Linked DNA regions of Pan troglodytes: region 1 is linked to region 2. A link is a contact called in public HiChIP or PLAC-seq data. All regions are on one chromosome and are shown on one strand. Each heading gives the region's core, a stretch centred on a gene start, on an enhancer-like site or on the middle of the called end of the contact. The rest is flanking DNA. Distances are from core to core; before and after follow the strand shown. Region 1 holds the start of MPC1 (mitochondrial pyruvate carrier 1). Region 2 holds the start of TBXT (T-box transcription factor T).

Evidence for each region. HiChIP or PLAC-seq counts read pairs in DNA pulled down with a chosen protein or histone mark.
Region 1: an H3K4me3 HiChIP or PLAC-seq map of stem cell-derived excitatory neurons shows a contact between it and region 2, with 3 times the contacts expected there. The contact joins the promoter of MPC1 here to the promoter of TBXT in region 2. A contact is called at or near these places in 3 of 7 Hi-C or Micro-C datasets (blood, induced pluripotent stem cells and stem cell-derived neural progenitor cells) and 1 of 1 datasets of contacts at active chromatin or transcription factors (stem cell-derived excitatory neurons).

Annotation. Positions count from the first base shown.
Region 1 is chr5:178,487,113-178,492,263 of NHGRI_mPanTro3-v2.0_pri, reverse strand. MPC1 (mitochondrial pyruvate carrier 1) reads left to right here and starts at 1,377. Exons shown (of 5, transcript XM_063813667.1): 1 at 1,377-1,566; 2 at 3,492-3,495. The coding sequence starts at 1,496.
Region 2 is chr5:178,259,971-178,265,050 of NHGRI_mPanTro3-v2.0_pri, reverse strand. It overlaps TBXT (T-box transcription factor T), which reads left to right and starts at 1,535. Exons shown (of 8, transcript XM_009452368.4): 1 at 1,535-2,058; 2 at 2,588-2,852; 3 at 3,602-3,736; 4 at 4,581-4,642; 5 at 4,776-4,837. The coding sequence starts at 1,853. It overlaps LOC134810392, which reads right to left and starts at 2,925. Exons shown (of 4, transcript XM_063813657.1): 1 at 2,543-2,925; 2 at 1-2,245. The coding sequence starts at 1,337. The coding sequence ends at 522.

The DNA.
Region 1 (5,151 bases), core at 128-2,627, 230 kb before region 2:
TTGTATTTTCAGTAGAGATGAGGTTTCACTATATTGGCCAGGCTGGTCTCAAACTCCTGACTTCAAGTGATCCACCTGCCTCAGCCTCCCAAAGTGCTGAGATTACAGGCGTGAGCCACCGCACCCGGCTACCAGAGGAATTTTGTTTTATTTATTTGTTTTTTTTTGGAGACAGGATCTTGCTCTGTTGCCCAGGCTGGAATGCAATGGCGCAATCTTGGCTCATTGCAACTTCCGCCTCCCGGGTTCAAGCGATTCTTCTGTCTCAGCCTCCCAAGTAGCTGGGACTACAAGCACATGCCACCACGCCCAGCTAATTTTTTTATTTTTAGTAGAGAGGGGGTTTAACCATATTGCCCAGGCTGGTCTCGAATTCCTGACCTCAGGTGATCCGCCCGCCTCGGCCTCCCAACGTGCTGTGATTACAGGCGTCAGTCACCGCGCCCGGCCACCAGAGGCATTTTAAATGATCATCCACATTAGAAACAAAACGAAACGAAACAACTTGGAAAAGTGAGCAAAAGCCTTCAATGTGTTCTTTTCTCTGCCTTTGTGATCCGAAAGTCGTGCTGCGGTTTATATACTCCTAGGCGAGGGTCGCGTGCTAATGATCCCTTTCTTTCCAATATGCATCCGCGGTGGGACTTACAGAACCTTTATTTTCAACACGTAAGCAGTCACGCTTCCTCGAGCCTAAGGCTTTGTGCTATTCTTAAATGCTTTCCTCCTCCGACGCTGCGGCTCCCTCCTGAGCCCGTAGCTGCAGCGCGTTGGTGAGGAGCGCCGGCCCTGGGTGCCGCCCGCCACCCTGGAGGGACCGGTCCGGGGGAAAGTGCTCAGGAGAAGCCAGGGACCCCGGCTGCGGTCGCTGGCCCGGGGCTCTGCGCACTCCCCAGTGCCCGGAAACCGCAGGCTGGCCCAGCTTGCGGGCCGGGTCCGCCCACGTGGGTGTGGGAAGCGCGGGGGACGCGGGCCGCCCGGCCAAGGTGCCCTTGCCAGGAACCGGCGCAGACACAGGCCCTCGGCGCCGCGAGAACCCGGCCAGTCCCACCGCGCGCTGCGCCGCAGGGGCTCCACTGCAGGGCGCCCCAAGACCGCGCGACGCTCGGCAGGGCGCCCACAGTCCTGCGGGTCAGAGAGATGTCACCTCCACGTCCCCGCTGGCCGGGAGCCGCTGGAGTCTAGCAACCGCCCGCCAGCCCCGGCCCAGCCCCAGCCGTTTTACGGCAGCAGGCCCCGCCCCCGTGCGCCACCCAGGGCGGGAAGGAGGTGTGCGGCACGAGCCAGCCAGTCCGCGCCACCATCTCTGGCCCTGCGCCCTGTCATTGGCCGAGAGCCGGGCGGCGTGGCGCGGCCGTAAGGCGTGGCCGGGTGTCGTGAGGCGGGCCTTCGGGCTAGCTCGCCGTCGGCTGCCGGGGGGTTGGCCTGGGTGTCATTGGCTCTGGGAAGCGGCAGCAGAGGCAGGGACCACTCGGGGTCTGGTGTCGGCACAGCCATGGCGGGCGCGTTGGTGCGGAAAGCGGCGGACTATGTCCGAAGCAAGGATTTCCGGGACTACCTCATGAGGTGACGAGCGCCGCAGGCCGGACCCCGCAACCCGGACGGGCGCCCGGGAGGCTGCGACCCGTGCAGTCCGCGACGAGGGCGGCCGCGAGGACGCGGTGGCCCCGGGCAGCGGGTGGGCCCGGGCCCAGGCGAGAGGGTGCGCTTGTCAGGGGGGGCCCCACCCGGATCCCTCCCGGACCGCCACACCCCGAAGCGGACGGCGTAGAGAGCCGGTGACAGTGGGCGCCTTTCAGGGCGGGGGTGACAGTGGGTGTCCTCTCCCGGTAGGGTGACAGTGGGCGCCTTTCAGGGCGGGGGTGACAGTGGGTGTCCTCTCCCGGTAGGGTGACAGTGGGCGCCTTTCAGGGCGGGGGTGACAGTGGGTGTCCTCTCCCGGTAGGGTGACAGTGGGCGCCTTTCAGGGCGGGGGTGACAGTGGGTGTCCTCTCCCGGTAGGGTGACAGTGGGCGCCCCTCAGGGCGGGGGTGACAGTGGGTGTCCTCTCCCGGTAGGGTGACAGTGGGCGCCCCTCAGGGCGGGGGTGACAGTGGGTGTCCTCTCCCGGCAGGGTGACAGTGGGCGCCCCTCAGGGCGGGGGTGACAGTGGGTGTCCTCTCCCGGCAGGGTGACAGTGGGCGCCCCTCAGGGCGGGGGTGACAGTGGGTGTCCTCTCCCGGCAGGGTGACAGTGGGCGCTCCTCAGGGCGGGAGTGACAGTGAGTGTCCTCTCCTGGCAGGGTGACAGTGGGCGCCCCTCAAGGCAGGGGTGACATTGAGTCCCCTTCAGGGAGTGGGTGACGGTGGGCGTCCCTCCTGGCCAGGGTGACAATAGGGACGCCTCTCCTGGTAGGCATAACAGTGGACGCCCTTCCCGGCCAGAGTGGCAGTGGGGACCGGGAGGGACGAAAGCGACGGCGCTCCTCAGGACAGGGTGGCCATGGGGACGCCTCTCCCGGCAGGGGTGACAGTGGGCGCCCCTCAGGGCAGGGTGACCCGGCAGGGGTGACAGAGGCTCGTTAGTCTCCCATGGTTGGCAGTGGGCACGTCCCTCCAGGCCAGGTGACAGTGGCTCGCTCCTCCGGGCGGGAGTGGTTTCCTGGCCGGTTTCTACCAGATCCTCGGAGGGGGTCGCCGGTCACCTGCGGCCGTCCAGGTGTGCTAGAGGCGGCGACCTGGGTGTGGGGTGGGGAGACGCCAGCGGGAGGCGCTGCTGGAGCGGAGCTTCGGGTGCGCCCAGCGCGCTTCTGGGACAGCGGAAATAAAATGTGCTGGCCTTGGGTTCGCCTTTCGGTTTTCTCATTATAAGGACTTTAAGCTTGGGAGGAAGTACAATTTAAGATGTTTTTATATACGAAATTCTGTCAACCAAAGTAAAGCGACGTGTCTCTAAGGACATACTTTTTCTTCTTGTTCTATTTTCTGTTAACTCCTCCTTTCCAGTTAGAAACAAAGAGCATTCGCGGTTGGAAAGCCTGAAAATACACTTTCTATAATTTATTTGCACCTCTAATCTTGGGGCGCTTGCTTTTATTTCAAAATATTGAATATAACTTTGAAGCAGTTTTAGGTTATTTAGGAGTGTAATTTTAGTTAGTTTTTCAGTGTATGATTTTAAAACCTAGGTACGTGTACAGCTGCGTTTTTTTTTTTCGGTAGTTAATAGTGTGGTCAAGAGGTAAAGAGATGAAAGCTGAGGAGGAATAAATCCTGTTATAACCACACAAAAGGGATAGTGTGAAGGCAACTTGATTTTAGCAATAAAAAAGTTTTAAATCCTGAATTTTATTGCAAATACTTTTAACTTCTACTTTTATAGAGCAGTAGGGTAGGAAAAATAATTCAGTCTGCCATATGGTAAACTTGTAAACAGAAGCTTCACTTCTGACTTTCAAAAAAAGACATTTCTATGCTTAAATAGAACTACGATTAATTAAGATGGATGTTTAGTACTGTGGAGCACAGCAATGTATCAGATTAATGGTAGTAAAAATGTGAACAAGGTAGCAATCTGAGGGTATGCTCTTAATCCTTGCTGTTAAGTTCCTTTACAGCTTTGAATATTACTTTAGCTTTTTACTAATGTGTTGGATACTGAGCCTTCCTAATAGGTACAGCTAAGGATAACATTGTGTGGTAAAATTAAAAATACAGTTATGACACCTAGCTATATAAAAATTATGCTGATAATTACTTAACCGTTTTCTTTTTTTCTTTTTTTTCTTTTTTTTTTTTTTTTGAGACAGAGTTTCTCTCTTGTTGCCCGGGCTGGAGTGCACTGGCACTATTTTGGCTCATCCAAACCTCCGCCTCCTGGGTTCAAGTGATTTTCCTACCTTAGCTTCCCAAGTAGCTGGGATTACAAGCGTGCGCCACCACGCCAGGCTAATTTTGTATTTTTAATAGAGACGGGGTTTCTCCATGTTGGTCAGGCTGGTCTCGAACTCCCGACTTCAGGTGATCCGCCCACCTCGGCCTCCCAAAGTGCTGGGGTTAGCAGGTGTGAGCCACCACGCCCGGCCCTAACAGTTTCATTACATAGGAAGAATTTGTTAAATATATTTTCAAGGAAGAGAGTTCTGCTTTTCTAAGTGTTATATTTTCTTCTACTAAATGGGTTTCCAAGAGCCAGGCTTTTCAATAGGATACTTCAGTATATCATCTAACCTTTTTTTCTAAAATTAACTATGTAGCTTTAAATTTTTCTACTTTCTCCAGTATTTAATTCAATTACACTTTGACTAAATAAGGAAAAGAAGAGAATTGCATTACTCAGAACAGTGTTGCCTGGTAGAGCACCAGACTAAGATTCAGAAGAATGACTTACAGTCCAGGATCCCCAGCAAGTTGATCCCAGCAGACTTTATTTGTCCATCAAATGGGTTTAATGATAATGCTCTTTTTGGGTTATCAAGAAAATTAAATTGGATAAGGGATGTGAAAATACTTGGAAACTCCAAATCACTCTACATTTTATTATATCCTTCTGTTTTTGCAAGCGAAAACATTTTTTAAAGTTTACAGTTATTTAGAAAGTTAAAATCTTGTGTGAGCTATAAAGCTCTATGATCTTGAACTGAAATTATTTTTGAAAGGTGAACACGTGATGTGAAACATTCAGCTGATCTGTTTACCCTGCCATTCTTGGCAGCAGTGGGAATTCATGCTAGGTCTGCCAAACAGTGATTGAGGGCCAGTTTGAGGTCAGGTATCAAAACTCTGACCAGAAGCTTTTTATTTTAGTGTTTCCTGCCCTAGAAAGAGAAACATTTCTTCCTAGAACATATCAGAGGAAAGTACTTCCTATTTGTTATTCCAAGCTTTACGCTTACAGCCCTGCTTTTCTTTAGCAAAGGAGAATAAAATATAAAGCAGAAAACGTCATTGTATCTCTTTTCTTCTAATCAGAAACAAGGTTCCATCCCTTCCTCTTTTTACTTCATCAGTTGCCTGTTGTACATACTTTGCATCCTCTGCATTCTTTTTGTAGCCTACTGAAGGGGTCTAGAGGTTTTCTCAACTAAAGCTGTTCTAGAATTTTAAAAATTAATAACATAATTGAGTTTTTCAGCATAAATTTAAAATCATATTTTACACAGATTATAAATTT
Region 2 (5,080 bases), core at 286-2,785:
AGGGAGAGAAGGAGCCCTGTGCCCCACGGGCGGCAGGCACCCTTCCCCGGGACTGGCTCCTGGCAGCCCTCCACATACCGCGAGGCGGGTCGATCCCTCGAGTCCCGGGCGGGGATCCCTCCTTCGGCTTCCCCAGCAATTCCCGACCCCGGAGCGAGCCCGGCTGGGCGAGGGGCGAGGAGCAGGGGGCAGGGGGCAGGGGAGACTTAGCGCGGGGCGCAGGTACCATGTCCGCGGGAAAGTCCCCTTGCTAGGGCGCAAGACTCCTCTGAACTCGCTGCCCCACCCGATGCGCAGGCTTTCTCTAGAGGGGCTGGGGCTGGGGTGCCCGCTCAGGAGACCGGGAAACAGAGGCTGCTACCCGAGGCAGGCCCTCGTCCAGCGAATGGGCGAGGTGTGCAGAAGCGCAAAGCCAGGCCTTGGAAGGGGGAGCTTCTGCCTCCTTCCCCCTTCCTGGGCTCCCGTTTTAGGAGGAATATTACTGTTTAAAGAGACCCCACTGAACTATTTCCTGCTCATTGTCACCTCTCCTTCGCTCTCCTCGCGTAAGTTCTCACCGAAAGGTAATAAAACAACCGCTGCCGACACCGCTTGGCGCTGGGCCGGGCGGGGAAAGCGCCCCGAGTCCCGCTAGTCCGGGACCACCCCGCCAGCCCCGACCTTCTCCCACCTTCCGCGAAAGCAATGACACAGCAGAAACCACGCACACGCCTGGCACACTCGATGCGCGCGCTGACCTCGGCATCAAGTCCTGTTTTTATAAGAGAGCGAGGAGGACACTTCCCAGAAGGGGTTGTTTTGCTTTTGCTTATTTCCGTCCATTTCCCTCTCTGCGCGCGGACCTTCCTTTTCCAGATGGTGAGAGCCGCGGGGACACCCGACGCCGGGGCAGGCTGATCCACGATCCTGGGTGTTCGTAACGCCGCCTGGGGCTCCGTGGGCGAGGGACGTGTGGGGACAGGTGCACCGGAAACTGCCAGACTGGAGAGTTGAGGCATCGGAGGCGCGAGAACAGCACTACTACTGCGGCGAGACGAGCGCGGCGCATCCCAAAGCCCGGCCAAATGCGCTGGTCCCTGGGAGGGGAGGGAGGCGCGCCTGGAGCGGGGACAGGTGAGGCCGCGGGAACGTTCCAGCCTGGCGCGGCTGCGGGATCCGGGCGCGCTGGAAAAGCGAGCAGGACCCCGCGCGCGGGAATCAGGGAGCATCGCAGGCTGCCGGGCAGCCCCTCGCGGAAGTGCGGGCTGGGGCGGGCTGGGGCGGGCTGGGGCAGGCCGGGGCGTCCAGCTTACCTTCCTCCGGGGCTTGCCCCGCCGCTTTGATGGAGGTGCAAACATTTGGAGAAGGGCGGGGGTGTAGGGGCTGGGCCGGGGCTCGCAGGGCTGGGGCCCAGGATTTACATGAAACAGGCGTGCGGGAGCCCACTGTTGGCTCCCGGCCTCCCAGACCCGCCCGGCTGGGTCTGATATGGCCGCTCTCGGCCAATGGGAGGCTGCCCGGCACTTCAAAGCGTGCGCAGCCCAATCCGCCGAGCACCCCCAGCGCTGCCGCCGCGGCTCTATTTATGGGGAGGGCACTGAATTTCGGTCCCCAGAGACCTACACTAGTAGAGCCTTGGGGAGTTCAAGTGGAATAACTTCTCCCCACCCCTCTGCCCCCGTCTCCTCCCCCCAAGTCTTGGTCCGCGCCCTCCTCCCGGGTCTGTGCCGGGACCCGGGACCCGGGAGCCGTCGCAGGTCTCGGTCCAAGGGGCCCCTTTTCTCGGAAGGGCGGCGGCCAAGAGCGGGGAAGGTGGATCTCAGGTAGCGAGTCTGGGCTTCGGGGACGGCGGGGAGGGGAGCCGGACGGGAGGATGAGTTCCCCTGGCACCGAGAGCGCGGGAAAGAGCCTGCAGTACCGAGTGGACCACCTGCTGAGCGCCGTGGAGAATGAGCTGCAGGCGGGCAGCGAGAAGGGCGACCCCACAGAGCGCGAACTGCGCGTGGGCCTGGAGGAGAGCGAGCTGTGGCTGCGCTTCAAGGAGCTCACCAATGAGATGATCGTGACCAAGAACGGCAGGTGGGTGCGCGTCCGGAGCCCGCGCGCGCCGCGCTCTCCAGCGCCTGGGCAGCCTGGGGGACCTGGCAAGTTCCCGGAGGTCGAACCCTTTTTCTCCTGGAGGAGGGCTTTGTGTTTGTTCCCGCTCTGGTTAACTCCCTCGAGTGCATTTCTCCAAGCCCCTCTTCTGGGGCTTTCTCCGCGGAAGCTTGGGGAGGAGGAGCGCGCACTCCGGTGTCCCGACCTCGGAGGCATCCCGGGACCCGCGAGGCGCGCCCTGGTCCCCGCCTGTCCCCGCGGGATGTGGCCTCCTGCACTGAAACCCTTCGCCAGGTCCTCTCCTCCCCGCCCTCCCGAGGCCGTGGAGATGGTGAGGAGGCCACCCGGACCTGGCAGGGCTCGGGGAAGGGGGAGCTTGGGAGTCACCTTCGGACGTTCCCCAGGGGGCTCCTCTGTGCCCCGAAATAACGGAGGCCTCTGTGCCCAGCTTCTGCCTCCGGCCTACCTGGTCAGTGTCGGGGTCCTCCTGCGCCCGCCCCGTGTTTTCCAGGAGGATGTTTCCGGTACTGAAGGTGAACGTGTCTGGCCTGGACCCCAACGCCATGTACTCCTTCCTGCTGGACTTCGTGGCGGCGGACAACCACCGCTGGAAGTACGTGAACGGGGAATGGGTGCCGGGGGGCAAGCCGGAGCCGCAGGCGCCCAGCTGCGTCTACATCCACCCCGACTCGCCCAACTTCGGGGCCCACTGGATGAAGGCTCCCGTCTCCTTCAGCAAAGTCAAGCTCACCAACAAGCTCAACGGAGGGGGCCAGGTAGGTGTGAGGAGCCCGCCAGGTCTGGGACCAGCGAGGAGGGGCCGCGCTGGGCCTTCTGCACGGGGGTTGTGGGAAGGGACGCTGCTTGAACGGGAGGCGACGTCTGCCCTGGAGAAACGGCCACAGCCTTCTCTAATAAGGCCTTTAGCGCTGTTTATACTAAGCTGATAACATCCACGCCTGGCGAACGGGGAGCGGGAGCACTCCCCTTTGAAGGACTGGAGCTTTGGGGGAACTTCCGTGTCTAGCCCTAAACTCTCCTGGGGGTGGAAAAGATATCAGCCTTGATGGCAAAGTCGCATTTAAATTTAAACATGCGCCACACTACTTACTGCGTGGAGTCAGAACAAACTTGTAAAGTCGTGCTTTTCTAAAGAACATTCTTTAGTCGGGGATTGTTCCTGGAAGACCCCAGGTTAGGCAAGTTGCAAACAAGCTCAGTCTTTTAAAAATGTCCATAGCCTTCCTGAAAGCCTTAGTACTTTATTCCACCAGGTGAAAGGATTTTGTGATGAGCATTCATTGCTTTTAATGGTGTGTAGCGTCTCACATCCCTTTTCCAAACAAGCTGTGGGAATAGCACATATAAACCGCAGAGAAGCCTCCCCTGGTGGAACCCCACTTCCCTCAACAGCAGAGACACTTTCTTGGGATCCAGAGGACTTTCTGCATCCCGGAGAAATGGATGTTTTGCTGTTTTAACGCAGGCCGTTCAGTGCCACCAATCCTGTATCTGTCTCCCTCAGATCATGCTGAACTCCTTGCATAAGTATGAGCCTCGAATCCACATAGTGAGAGTTGGGGGTCCACAGCGCATGATCACCAGCCACTGCTTCCCTGAGACCCAGTTCATAGCGGTGACTGCTTATCAGAACGAGGAGGTGAGAAGGACAGAGGCGGATCGCTTTCCCGGTGTGCTGCGGTGTGGTGTGCTGCTCCGTGGAGACTCTGGAGGAGCGGGGAGACGCGCTAACCCGCACTGAGAGGAAGGCTTCCTGCCCTTTCAAATAATATTCCGGAACTTGAAATGGAAGCACAGGAGAGAACTGTTTAAATTAAGTCCCCATTCAAATATTTTCCCCTTGAATTCTCCATACAAGTGTTTAAAACTAGAAACAACTTCTCAATGCTCAAAATGAAAAGATCCAAAAAGCATTCAGGTTAAATGGTGTGAGAATTTCTTGAGAACAAGACTTGAGTGACAGAGGGGCATGTCCTTCCTTGGAAATCTTCCCCAAAGGGTGGGGGGGCAACCCCTCAAATCTCTGCAGTGTGAAGACTCAACTAGATACAAGCTACTGCATAGGTGCCTGTAAATCTATGCCTAAGCCCAACCCCAAAGTACTGCACATTCAACATTAGTTGGATACCTTGTTGGTGTTGACGTTGACCGAAATCTAGAACTTCCAGGTCTCTATTTCCTAAGCAGCCCCAGCCTGTGTTTTCAGCCATTTCTGATTTATACACATGGAACATTGTTAGTAGTAGGTTAAATTTATTGTGAATCCCACTCAGAACATTGACATTGAAAATTTTTCATAAGCATGCTACTCTGTACAATTACTCAGCTATTTTCAGTTCCAAATAGAAAACTGTATGTGGAAAGAAGTCTGATTATATTTGAAAATTTAAAAGTGGTACTGGCATTTCTCAATTTCTTGGTGCCAAATTAAATCCCCTGGCTAATAGGGAATATACTAGTAAATGCAATTTCTTGTTTTTCAGATCACAGCTCTTAAAATTAAGTACAATCCATTTGCAAAAGCTTTCCTTGATGCAAAGGAAAGGTGAGAGAATTCTAACTATAAATACCCTTGGGCAAAGAAGTATGCAGAAAGATGAAATATTGCTGCACATACTCTTTTCTGAATTTCCTTATGTTTGAAAATTCGATATACTTTTTTTTTTTCATTTTGATAGAAGTGATCACAAAGAGATGATGGAGGAACCCGGAGACAGCCAGCAACCTGGGTACTCCCAATGTACGGTTTGTTGCACTCTGTCATGTCATTCTGCGTCATCGGGACTAGACTTGCTGAGAGCTGGGAAGTGGAGATGGAGAAGACAAGGGTGTTTCTGGGTGTGCCTGGGATGTAAGATTGCCTTTTTGCCATGCGAGGCTCTTGGCCCTGTGATGTTGAAGCTGTGTTGCCCATCTAACCTCTGCTCTAATCGGGGCTGTGGATACTCTCCTGGGTGCTTTTGTTTTGCCGTGAGGCAGCTGC